Regions from separate parts of the Sus scrofa genome. Here regions 1 and 2 are each linked to region 3. A link is a contact called in public HiChIP or PLAC-seq and promoter capture Hi-C data. All regions are on one chromosome and are shown on one strand. The core of a region is the stretch at or near the end of the contact, and the rest is flanking DNA. Distances in the headings are between cores, read along the strand shown. Region 1 holds the start of ADGRE5 (adhesion G protein-coupled receptor E5). Region 2 holds the start of PKN1 (serine/threonine-protein kinase N1). Region 3 holds the start of CC2D1A (coiled-coil and C2 domain containing 1A).

Region 1 (3,690 bases), core at 548-3,047, 390 kb after region 3:
GACCTTTTTTCTCCATGGCCTCAATCGTCCCCTTTTAAACTACCATGCATTCAGTTAATTTTCTATGCTGTTGCCTCCTTGAATCTATTCATTTAAAAAAGAACCTTTAGGGGAGTTTCCATCATGGCTCAGTGGTTAACGAACCTGACTAGTAACCATGAGGTTGCAGGTTTGAATCCTGGCCTCGCTCAGTGGGTCAAGGATCTGGCGTTGTCGTGAACTGTGGTGTAGGTCGAAGATGTGGCTTGGATCCCACGTTGCCGTGGCTGTGGTGTAGGCCGGCAGCTGTAGTTCCAATTTGATCCCTAGCCTGGGAACTTCCATATGCCACGGGTGCGGCCCTAAAAAGACAAAAGACATAAATAAATAAATAAATAAATAAATAAATAAATAAATAAATAAAAAGAACCTTTAGAAGGTCCCATAGTGGTGCAGCAGAAACAAATCTGACTAGTATCCATGAGGATGCAGGTTCAATCCCTGGCCTCACTCAGTGGGTTAAGGAACCAGCATTGCCATGAGCTGTAGTATAGGTGAGAGACATGGGTCAGATATGGCATTGCTGTGGCTGTGGTATAAGCCAGCGGCTACAGCTCCTATTCAACCCCTAGCCTGGGAACCTCCATATGCCATGGGTGCAGCCCTAAAAAGACAAAAAAAAACCGAGAGAGAGAGAACAGTTATATGTATGTCCTAATTGGAAAACCCTTCTCATTGCCCGAAATAGTCTGTAAACTTAAAAATAAATAATAACGCCAGGAACATAAAACCACGGATTCTAACTGGATATACCCCAGCGCCACCAAGGTGTTAAAGACACATTCGCCCCCAATAGAGACTTTGTCCTGGGTCCTGGGCTCATCAGCAGGGGCCTGGGGACTGAGCTGCCTGCCTTTTAGATCTCTGCTCAGCCACTTGTTAGCTGTGCCTCAACTTCCCCTTCTGCAAAATGGGAATCATAGCAACACCTGCCTCGAAGGTATTTCCAGGCGTAAATGAGTTAAAAATAGAGAACTTTAGGAGAATCAGGCCTGGCTCAGATAATAAGTGCTTTGTAAATAATAGAGTTTTTTAAAAAAAGAATTATTAAATAGCTTCGGAGATAAGCTGGTCACATGACTTATTTGAAAAGGAAACAACTCTCCTGTCATGTGATTCACTGTTGATTAATGCAGTACCCATGAACTGCCAAAATATGAGTTTCCCACCAGGCAAAAGTCTGGCCCAGAATGACCAGCTCCAGGAGCACAGTGGCCCTGGGGTCCTGCAGTTTTCTAGGTGCCTGCCTGGCATCCATGAAGGGCCCCTTTGTGCTCCCCTAGCTCCTGTCTGGACTCTGGCCTCTCTGTGCCTCAGTTTCCTCATCAAGAAAAAGAGGAGGAAGGTCCTGTTAGCTCCAGAGCTGGCCATGGAGAGCAAGCACAGAATAGTCCCCAACTTGGGTGCCCCAAGCTATGTCAGCAGTGACTCCACCCTCCGCAGTCCAAATGCCTCCTGCCCAGAAAAGCCAAGCGGGTCCTGGGCCAGACTCCCCCTTTTGCCCCTGGGATCAGCCAGCTGTTGAACACAGGGGCCAGAGAGCTTGTCAGATGCTGCAAGGGCAGGCTGCACCTCAATACTGCATATGACTCGTGTGTGTGTGTGTGTGTGTGTGTGTGTGTGTGTGTGTGCGCGCGCGCTCGCGCGCGCAGCGTCCCTGGGTCTGTGTTTTTACTGCACTTTCCTGTTGGCTTCCAGCTGCCCCGCCAGTTCCGGGGAGGGCCCTGGGCCAGCGGCTGCCTCCCCACCCCCTCTTATAAAGGCCCGGCGGCCCTCGAGAAAGCCCGCACAGCTGCCCAGCCTGGGGACACAGAGCAGCCCTGCCTTGTCACCTGCTCCCCCCACTGGCAGCTCAGATCATGGGAGGCCCCCACCACGGCGTCTTTCTCCTCTTTCATGGTGAGAATTTCGGGGCCCTGTTGTGGGGCGGGACAGGCAGCGAGGGAGCCCCTGGCAGCAGCTCTCGGTGTCCAGGCGTCCTCTTCCCCGTGGAGAAATGCGCCCCAGGTCGCTCTGGGGCCAGCCTCGGAGGAAGCCGCATGGCCAGGCGGGCACTGAGGGCACGTGGGGAGAGGGGCTGGCAGTGCCGGGCACCTGCACCCAGTGGCAGGATTCCCCAGACTGCTCTAAGAGCCTTCCCTCTCTCCCAGAGAAATCTCTGACCTCTTTACTGGAGCCACTTTGCGGGGTTGCCCCTGAAGTGGGAAAACTGAGGTTTGGGGAAAGGAGAGGGGCAAAAACTAAATGCGGGAGCCCCGCGGACAGCTGCTCTTAACATCGGGCATAAGGGGATGCTGGGGGGCTTGGAGGCCGGGAGGCGGGACTTCTCCACAGCGGAGGTACCCCCATCACCTCCCACACTGTCTCAGTGGCAGGGGCAGCCCCAGAGAAGACCCTCATTCTTGCTCTGGAGACCCAGCTGGGAGCCAGCTGTGGGTTGAAAGGAGTTTTTGCCCTCTGAAGGTTTGAACCTGACTTTTACTATGACTTCCCCTGGGCCTCCCTTCCCGCCCCACCCAGGGTGGCTCTAACGGTTATCTGGGCAGCTCGTTGCCTGAGCAACCAAACAACAAAGAGAATGAAGAAATGGCATTTGGGGTACCATCCAGAGTTTCCCCAGGCCACAAGGGCGGGGGTTCCCTGTGATGACCCTGTGGGCAGCAGGCGTGAACTCAGTGGCCCTGGGCGGGCTCTAAGCAAGGAATTGGTGTCTATGTGGGGCACACTGAGCAGCTGGGGCGGGGGAAGGGGGGGAAGGCGGTGTGTTACTGGAGCCAAATCTGGGAGCCCCTGAGTCTCACTTTCCACCTCAGCAAAATGAGGCAAAACCGCTCTTTACTTTATAAGGTTGTGTTAAGGGTTAAGTGAGTGCGTATACAGGAACTATTCCTGGTTTGCAGGAAGAATTAAGTAAACACTATTATTGTTATTATTACTTCACTGGTGGGTCTGAGGGGTCCTTAGCTGGAGGAGCAAAGAGAGGATGACTGCCCCGCCCCCCACCCCAGGAATCTTACTGCTTGGGGCTGGGCAGGGGGAATGCAAACCAGATGGAACTGGGAGAAGACCAGCAGCTCCTCTCTCGGCTCCTGTTTGGGAGAATTCCAAGGACCCAGATGAAGAACTCCTGGTCTAGGAAGCCTCCGTGGTTGGAGAGCAGAGCCCAGCCTAGCTCTGGCAGAGGGCAAAGTGCACAAGGCACAAAAGAGCTCTCCCACCCCCCCACCCCCCCGCAGGGTCTGGGGACCTTGACCTGCTCCATTCCACCTTCTTCAGGCTAACTCTGTTCACTAGATTCTTCCTGAGCCTTTTCTGGGCTCCAGGCCACAATCTGTCCAGCTGCAGGATGGGCACAAACACAGCCAACCTCCTAGGGTAGTTGCGAGCATAAAAGTTGCTACTGGGGATTTTAGGGAGCTGGGGACGAATCAGCCCAGGTCCTCTCCTATCAGGCAGGAAAGGTCATTCCTGCAAAGAGGAACCAGGCCCTGGCTGAAAGGGATATGAACCAAGCCCTATGAAGAGGAAGAGGAAGAGAGAAATCCTTATGGGAGGGAGAGGAGGGCATGCCAGCCTCAGTTTACCCTGGCTGGGAGGGCTTCTGGGAGTGGCTCTCTGCTCTCTGCCAGCTTGAAGGGTATCAAGTTTGGA
Region 2 (3,375 bases), core at 346-2,845, 430 kb after region 3:
TCATCTCCATCTGTAAAACGGGTGGGCTGGAGAATCAGAAGAAAACAAGCAAGCACCATAAACATCCTGACTTCATAAATGGAGTGAGAGGCTTCTCTCTGAGCCTCAGTTTCCTCATATTTAAATCAAGAGCAAAAGAACTAGCTCGAAAGTTTCTTTAATTTAGTGGATTAAAAATTCGAGGAATTGCTAGGAAGCAGGTGTGGCTGGAGGGAGTGAGCAAGAGGTAGAGGTGGGAGAAGAGAGGGGGGAGCTGAAGGGGGCAGATTGCGCAGGGCCTTGTGGGCTGCAGGTAGGACTTCGCTTTTACTCTGAGGAAGGTGGGAGCCAAAGAGGGATCTAGGCAGAAGAGGGACATGGCCTGACTCAGGCATTCATAGGCGTCCTAGGGCTTTATGGGGACGGAGGGAGGCTCTGTGTGAGAGGAGGCGACTGCACTGGTCCAGGTGAACAACAATGAGGACCGAACCTTTAGAGACGGTGTAAGTGTGAGAAGTGGTTGGATTCTAGTTGGTATAATTTCTCCTCCTCCTCTGTTAACCATTACCACCACCCAGTCTCAAAGAGTCGCCCAAGGTAAGAAGGGAAAGAGAAAACATCGCGCCCGGATCTCTGGGACAATGCGAACCAAGCACAGCTTCGAGTAACCAAGGTACCAGCAGCCCTCCGTGCTCCTGCGTGTCCCAGGAGGACACCCATGCTGAGGCGCCGCCAGGGAGCGCTCCCCGCCCCGCGCCCCAGGGATCGTGACTTGGCTCCGTCAACCGGGTCTGAAAGGGAGTGCAGGGTCGGCCAGAAGCCAAGCTGCACGCTCCAGGTACTCCAGGAGACCCTAGCGAAGCTCCTCAACGGTCTCCACCCTCTGCCTCCGCTGGGGCTCGAATGTGCTTTGTGGAGAGCCACCTGCATGCAGAAGCCCCAGAGAGGCTGGTCCCCATTTTACAACAGGGAGAAGTGAGGCTCAGCGGCCGGAGGGCCCACAAGTCAGTGACGGAGTTAGGGTTCAATTCTCTTTTCATAACAAAGGCAAAATATTAAAATCACAGCAGCTAACCTTTCTTAACCACCTACTGTGCTCCCAGCACTTGGCATGTACTGTCTTAATGCTATCGACATCTAAGGAATGGGTAGCTAAATCCTTCCCGTTTCACAAACGTTGCTCTCAGGGTTTTCGGACTCCCCCAAGGCACTGGGCACTGGGATTCGGAGCTAGGTCTGCCCAAATCTTGTCTTCAGCCCTATGGGGAAGCTCCAATGCCCTTGAATGTCCAGTCCAAGAGGCCTGAACTTGCAACACAGAGGGGGATAAATTGTTTTTGTTTTTTGAGAGGCCCAGAGAGGCCCAAAGGCCTCCACCGCTCCCCGCTTTAACGTGGCTCACTCTTTTCTTAGGTTTCCCCCGCGCTCAAATGGGGGATCGGTGGGCAGCGAGAGGATCCAGAAAGGGGAAAAAGCGGGGGAAGCAGACAAAGTACTTTCGGCAGATGAGGGGAGGTGTCCGGCAGGCAGGACCCCGCAGCCCCAGGGGCCGCCGGGAGCCGCACCCCCTCGGCCCCGCCCCCTCCCCGGGCGCCGACCTCCGCGGTCACGTGACCCGGCCCGGCGGCCGCTGGGGCCGGAGGGCGCGGCGCGCGGACGCGGCGGCCTGGCCAGGCGGGGCCCGAGCAAAGCAGGCCTGAGCCGGCTGTGCGCCGGGGGGTCGCGCCGCGCCCGCCCCCTCCCCGCCCCGCGCGGGGCGCACGCGCGCTCCTCTCACCGCCCCTCCCTCCGCGCGGGGACCCCTGGCGGGTGGCGCGTGGACATGGCCAGCGACGCTGTGCAGGTAGGCGCACCTGCGACCGCAGCCGCCTGGCGGCCAGCGGGCACTAGGGACCCCCGACCGCACGCTCCCGGGGCCCCCGGGATGGGGCAGTAAGGGCGGCCTCCCTCCCCCTCACCTCGCCCCCGAGCGCTGGGCGCTTTCTCCCTGGGCCGGCACGGTGGGGCTCCCACAGTCTCCTCCGCAGGTGGAGGTCCTCACAGAGGGGGCAGCGGGGAGGTCCCACAGCATCCTCAAGCTCCTCCCTTCCCCGAGAATTAGAGGGGGCGCGGCAGAGGCTCCATTTCGGGTGTCTGTGGCCGGCTGTGCATCCTGGTGCCTGGTGCCCCCTGCCACTTGTTCTCCCTCCTCAGCGTTCGGTTCCAGACAGGTGCCGCTCCACCTGGGCAGGTGTCTGGCATTGTGCCCCTGGAGAGGAGGAGGCTGCCCGGCCCATTCCCCTCCCCTACACAACAAAGCTCCAGTGGCCCCAGCTTCCAGACAGAGCTTTATGATGGTCCCGACGCCACCCAGATTGGCACCTGTTGGCGGAAGTGCCTGGGTCGCCTCATTAGATCGCAGAATGGGGAACTCACCCAGCCAGCCTTCTGGCTGCCAGGTGGAACCTTATCCCAGGTGGGGAATGTCCAGGTCCAGACTGGGGATTTTCTTATACCTGGAATCTGACCTGAGCATGGGTGGCAGGGTTGGATCACCCCTGCAAACACACAAATATACAGACACAGAGGCACAGGTGACCAGCACCAACCTGCTGCCCCAGCCAGCTTCTCCTTGTGCCACCTTGTGGACATCACAGCCCTGGACTCACCTTCTCCATCTTTAACAATCAGGGCCAGGGTGACTTCTGACCTTCTTTGGTTCAGTGACCCAAATCTGAGACGTCTTCTACCTCTGGTGCTCCTATTAGTGCCTCAACATCCCTCCATCGTCCTGTGGTTGCTGTGTAACTGGGTTCTCGTCTCCTTCTGCACCTGCCCCCATATCCCTCCGTGTCTCTCCCCCCATGACCCCCTGTGCCCCCACCCCAGTCCTGCTGATGGCCTGCCAGCCTTGCCGAGGAGCTGGGCGTATCTGGTGTTGCAGATCACACAAGGTCAGATCTTGGGGCTGGGGAGGGCCGGGGTCCCTGCCTCTACCCCTCAGCTCTGGGAGAGCTGTTTAGGAATCCCCTGGCGCATGCATGCGCTTGGCGTGTAGCAGACATGACCCAGACAGAAGCTATAATTCCTGGAACGAGGCCGGACCTGTGCCCTGGTCCCCTTTCCCATGTCCTGCCTGCTCTCCCCCACCCCCACCCCCGTCCTGATCATCCCTTTCTTGTGGCTGCTTGGGTCTGCCAATCTGTCCCTCTGTCTGTCCCAGTGTGTGCCTGTCTGTTCTGTGTCCGGCGAACGGATGTCCTGTCCAGATTCCGGAAACGCCCAAAGCATTGAAATCTCCGGACATGGGGTCTAGGTCCCTGGCCACTCTGGGAAGAGAGGAATTCTGGGAGGTGGGCCCTCTGGACCTGAGATCTCCTGCTTTATGTTGGAAGTTGGGGGAGCAGGGATTCTTCA
Region 3 (3,355 bases), core at 572-3,071:
CAAAATTGTTTCAAAACAAAGCTTTTTTTTAATCTGAAAGGACAATCATAACAGAAGATATATTTGTGTACTATCATGGGTCTATTCTCAGTAGTTTACAAATATTAATCCACATGTGAGCTCTAGGGCATAGTTCTCAACTGTGGCACTGTTGCCATTTAGAGTACTACTGACATTTGGGGATAGGTCATTCTGTGTTGTGGGGGCTGTCCTACGCATTGTATGATTTTTGAGCAGCATCCCTGGCCTAGATCCACTAAATGGCCACAGCCCCTTGGCAAACACACACACCAGTTATGAAAAACAAAAATGCCTCTAGACATTGCCAAATGCTCCCCTTGACAGCTTGAGAGTCCCTGTTCTAAAGGAAAGGGTAGGTCCTCTATTTCCAGAGGAGGAAAGTGAGATACAGAGTAAGTCTTCTGCCATCACACAGTGAGATGAACTCAGGGTTTTGTTTTGAGAGTGAAGCACTTAGCACCAGATGCTAAGCTTGAAGCATGTCAAGCTCTACTCACAGGTCATCTCTGAGAGTGGGCAGCATAGAGGCTGTATCCCTTTCCTGAAGCCTAGTGGATCTTCCCAAGGCTGTGGGATCCCACTAGAGGCTGGAGGAAGCTCCACAAAGCTTTCACTTTTTACTGCAAGCACTTCTCCATAATTTACATTTTTCTTAGTAGCATGTATTAGGTCATTGTTGCTCAGGAGCTTGGTCTGGTCATGCTAGCATTTCTGCCATAAACCCACATTCCTCCTATAAGCAGAAGAAGCAATAAAGAAGTGCCAACTTGAACATCCAAATACCTGAGGTCCGAAGCTTCTTCCTCTTACTCATTTTATCCCTCCCTAGAGAAATCTGAAAAGGAGCAGATTTCGTCATTACAACCAGTTCCTAACTCGGTACAGACACAGTGGCCTTGGCTGAGGCCACCCCACCCCCACTTGGGCCCATCTGGCTGCCCCAGGGGTCAACTGGGCAGGGGAACATAGGGTGGGAGTCATAGCTACCTTGGGCTGTGGCAGGCTAAGAATTAAAATGCCTTCATCCTGCAGATAGCGGGTTGGGGGCTGGGGCCATGGGAAGCCCTGGGATGTCCCCTTTCAGTATCTAAGATGGGGTAGCCTGTGTGAAGCCCCCTCTCTCCACCCGGGTCTTTTGAAGTGACACCTAGTACACTTTGGAGTCATTTAAGTGCTTTAGAGGGGCCACCTGGGGGTCCTTTAAGAGGGGGCCTTCAGGGGATGCCTGGGGCCTTGGAACGGCAGCAGTCTTCACAGGTCAATTCCTTCCAGCCTAGAGGGCCTGTGAAGACAAAACCGACCTGGGCCAGAGAAGTCAAGGTCCTTCTGTCCTTATCGGGAACTGAGGAGGTCTACCTGGAACTGCTGGGGATAACTCGGTTAAATTATTTGCGAAAAAATTTTTGAGAAAATAAAAGGCAGAGTTGGCCCAAACAGAGGTCGAGTAGCTGAGGATCCGAGGCCCGAGTGCTCTGGACCCAGCTTCCGGTGACTAGGCCACACGAACCCTACCCAGGCCACCAAAAAGTAAGAAATGCCCAGACCAGGACCGCCAAGAGAGACTAGAGCTCACAAGTGGCCGCGCAAAGCCACGAACCAGGGTGCCGCTGCCAAGCCTCACACCGGCAAACGCTCCGCCTCTTTCCCGCGCACTATGAAGCCCCGTCGTGCGCATGTGCGATGCCAGCACCGCCCCTCTCACTCGCGTACGCCCGCCTCTTTCCTGAGCAACCCGTGGTACCTCCCACTACCCCTGAGGCAGCGCGTGCGCGCTCGCGCACTTCCTGCCGGGAGTTGTAGTTTCAGTGCGGCGGGCCCGGCAAGTCCAGTTGCTGTGCTCAGGTGCCGCGGCGCCCAAGGGCCGAGGCGGAAGTAGGGCGGCCACTTGAGGGGCAGAGGGTACGCGGTCGGCGGTCGCGGGGTGCCAACGAGGGGCGCGGGACTCAGGAAGGGCGCGTGCGCGGCCATAGGCCCCGGGGGAGAAGGCCGGGCAAGGCCAGGCCAGGGGGCCGGTGGTCCGAGTATCCAGCTTGGGAGATGCACAAGAAGAAGGGACCTTCGGGACCTCCAGGCCGAGGTGCCGCCACCGCTCGCCAGGTGAGTCTGTACTCCACGGCCGGGCCGAGAGAACCCTTCCCACCCTTGTCCAAGGTAGGGCCCCACCCCCTAGAGGAGTCAGATCTCCACCCCCAGGTGAGCCCCGGTCCCCGCCCCCTCAGGTTAGCGTCAACCCCCAAAATGGGGCCTACTTACTTCGTCTCCCCAGCTCCTTATGCCCCGCTCAGGGATTAGGGCCACCTGTTGCCGTGGCAGCTACTGTCGGGGAGGGGAAGGCCTCGGACCTGGAGTAAGAAAGGCAGTTATTACCCTCTTGGCCTGAGCACTGATGGAACCCTCTCATCAGTCGGGCCAGGTCAGACTCTTTATCCCCATTGTGCAGATGGGGACGCTGAGGCCCAGAGAGAAGAAGACACCTGCCCAAGGTCACAGGGCAGAGCTAAGTTGCTTGGCCAGAACTAAGTGCAAATCCAGAGCCGCTGCCATGAGCCCACAGGACTGTGCTTGGGCCCTTTCTTCCTCTCTTCATCTCCTTTGGGAGAGTTTGATTTTTTTCTGAGCTTTGCTGTAAGGAACTAGAGCCATAACTTAGTGCTCAGATATCAGAGTCTGGCTCACCTGAAGTTGCCTCCTGGCTTCTGCACATTGGACTTCACAGTTCTAAGCCTCAGTTTCCTCATCTGTAAAATGGAGGCCTTAAGAGGCCCTATGTTACAGGATAGCTGTGAAAATTCCTTGAGATTGTTTATGGAATGTACTGGAACATGGCACTCAATAAGTGTTGTCATCATCATTATTACTCTTAGGTAGAGCCATATAAAATTGACCATATTTGGCCATGTTTGACCCACAGAAAAGGTAATTTTGTGTAGTTCAGCCTAATATTAGCACATCATGATTAGTCATTAACCAGAATAGGATAGGAAGACAGGTATGTTATGTGGCAAAGGCCCCGCTTTCAACTTCTGCGTTGTTTGGGTTTTCTCTTTACTCTCAATGCCTCCAACCTTCCTGCATGGCTGTCTCTGCTGAAGATGCTGGAAAGCAAAAGGCCAGGTGTGCAGAGTGGCTTTGCTTTGGGGCAGGGTGTGGGCCCTTCTTTCCCGACTGAACTTGGCTAGCAGCGCATCATGACTGCAGGCTCAGAGCAGACAGCTGGGTTTCTCCACCTGCCCTTTGTCCCATGTTGATCTGTGCCAATGGGCCTGACCCATCTTGGGGCACCTGTTGTGTTCTGGGCCTGTTCCAGCCTCGTGGCACTCCTCAGGGAAATGGC

Evidence for each region. Promoter capture Hi-C pulls out the DNA fragments that hold promoters and counts their contacts. HiChIP or PLAC-seq counts read pairs in DNA pulled down with a chosen protein or histone mark.
Region 1: a contact with region 3 is called in a promoter capture Hi-C map of liver, with 2.4 times the contacts expected there. The contact joins the promoter of ADGRE5 here to the promoter of CC2D1A in region 3. A contact is called at or near these places in 1 of 5 promoter capture datasets (liver) and 1 of 47 Hi-C or Micro-C datasets (epiblast stem cells).
Region 2: an H3K27ac HiChIP or PLAC-seq map of alveolar macrophages shows a contact between it and region 3. The contact joins the promoter of PKN1 here to the promoter of CC2D1A in region 3. A contact is called at or near these places in 1 of 5 promoter capture datasets (liver) and 1 of 2 datasets of contacts at active chromatin or transcription factors (alveolar macrophages).

Annotation. Positions count from the first base shown.
Region 1 is chr2:64,860,203-64,863,892 of Sscrofa11.1, reverse strand. ADGRE5 (adhesion G protein-coupled receptor E5) reads left to right here and starts at 1,797. Exons shown (of 18, transcript NM_213925.2): 1 at 1,797-1,938. The coding sequence starts at 1,899.
Region 2 is chr2:64,823,172-64,826,546 of Sscrofa11.1, reverse strand. It overlaps PKN1 (serine/threonine-protein kinase N1), which reads left to right and starts at 1,595. Exons shown (of 22, transcript XM_005661233.3): 1 at 1,595-1,822. The coding sequence starts at 1,802.
Region 3 is chr2:65,250,943-65,254,297 of Sscrofa11.1, reverse strand. It overlaps CC2D1A (coiled-coil and C2 domain containing 1A), which reads left to right and starts at 1,821. Exons shown (of 29, transcript NM_001243031.1): 1 at 1,821-2,118. The coding sequence starts at 2,059. It overlaps C2H19orf57, which reads right to left. Exons shown (of 8, transcript XM_021083707.1): 1 at 2,275-3,355.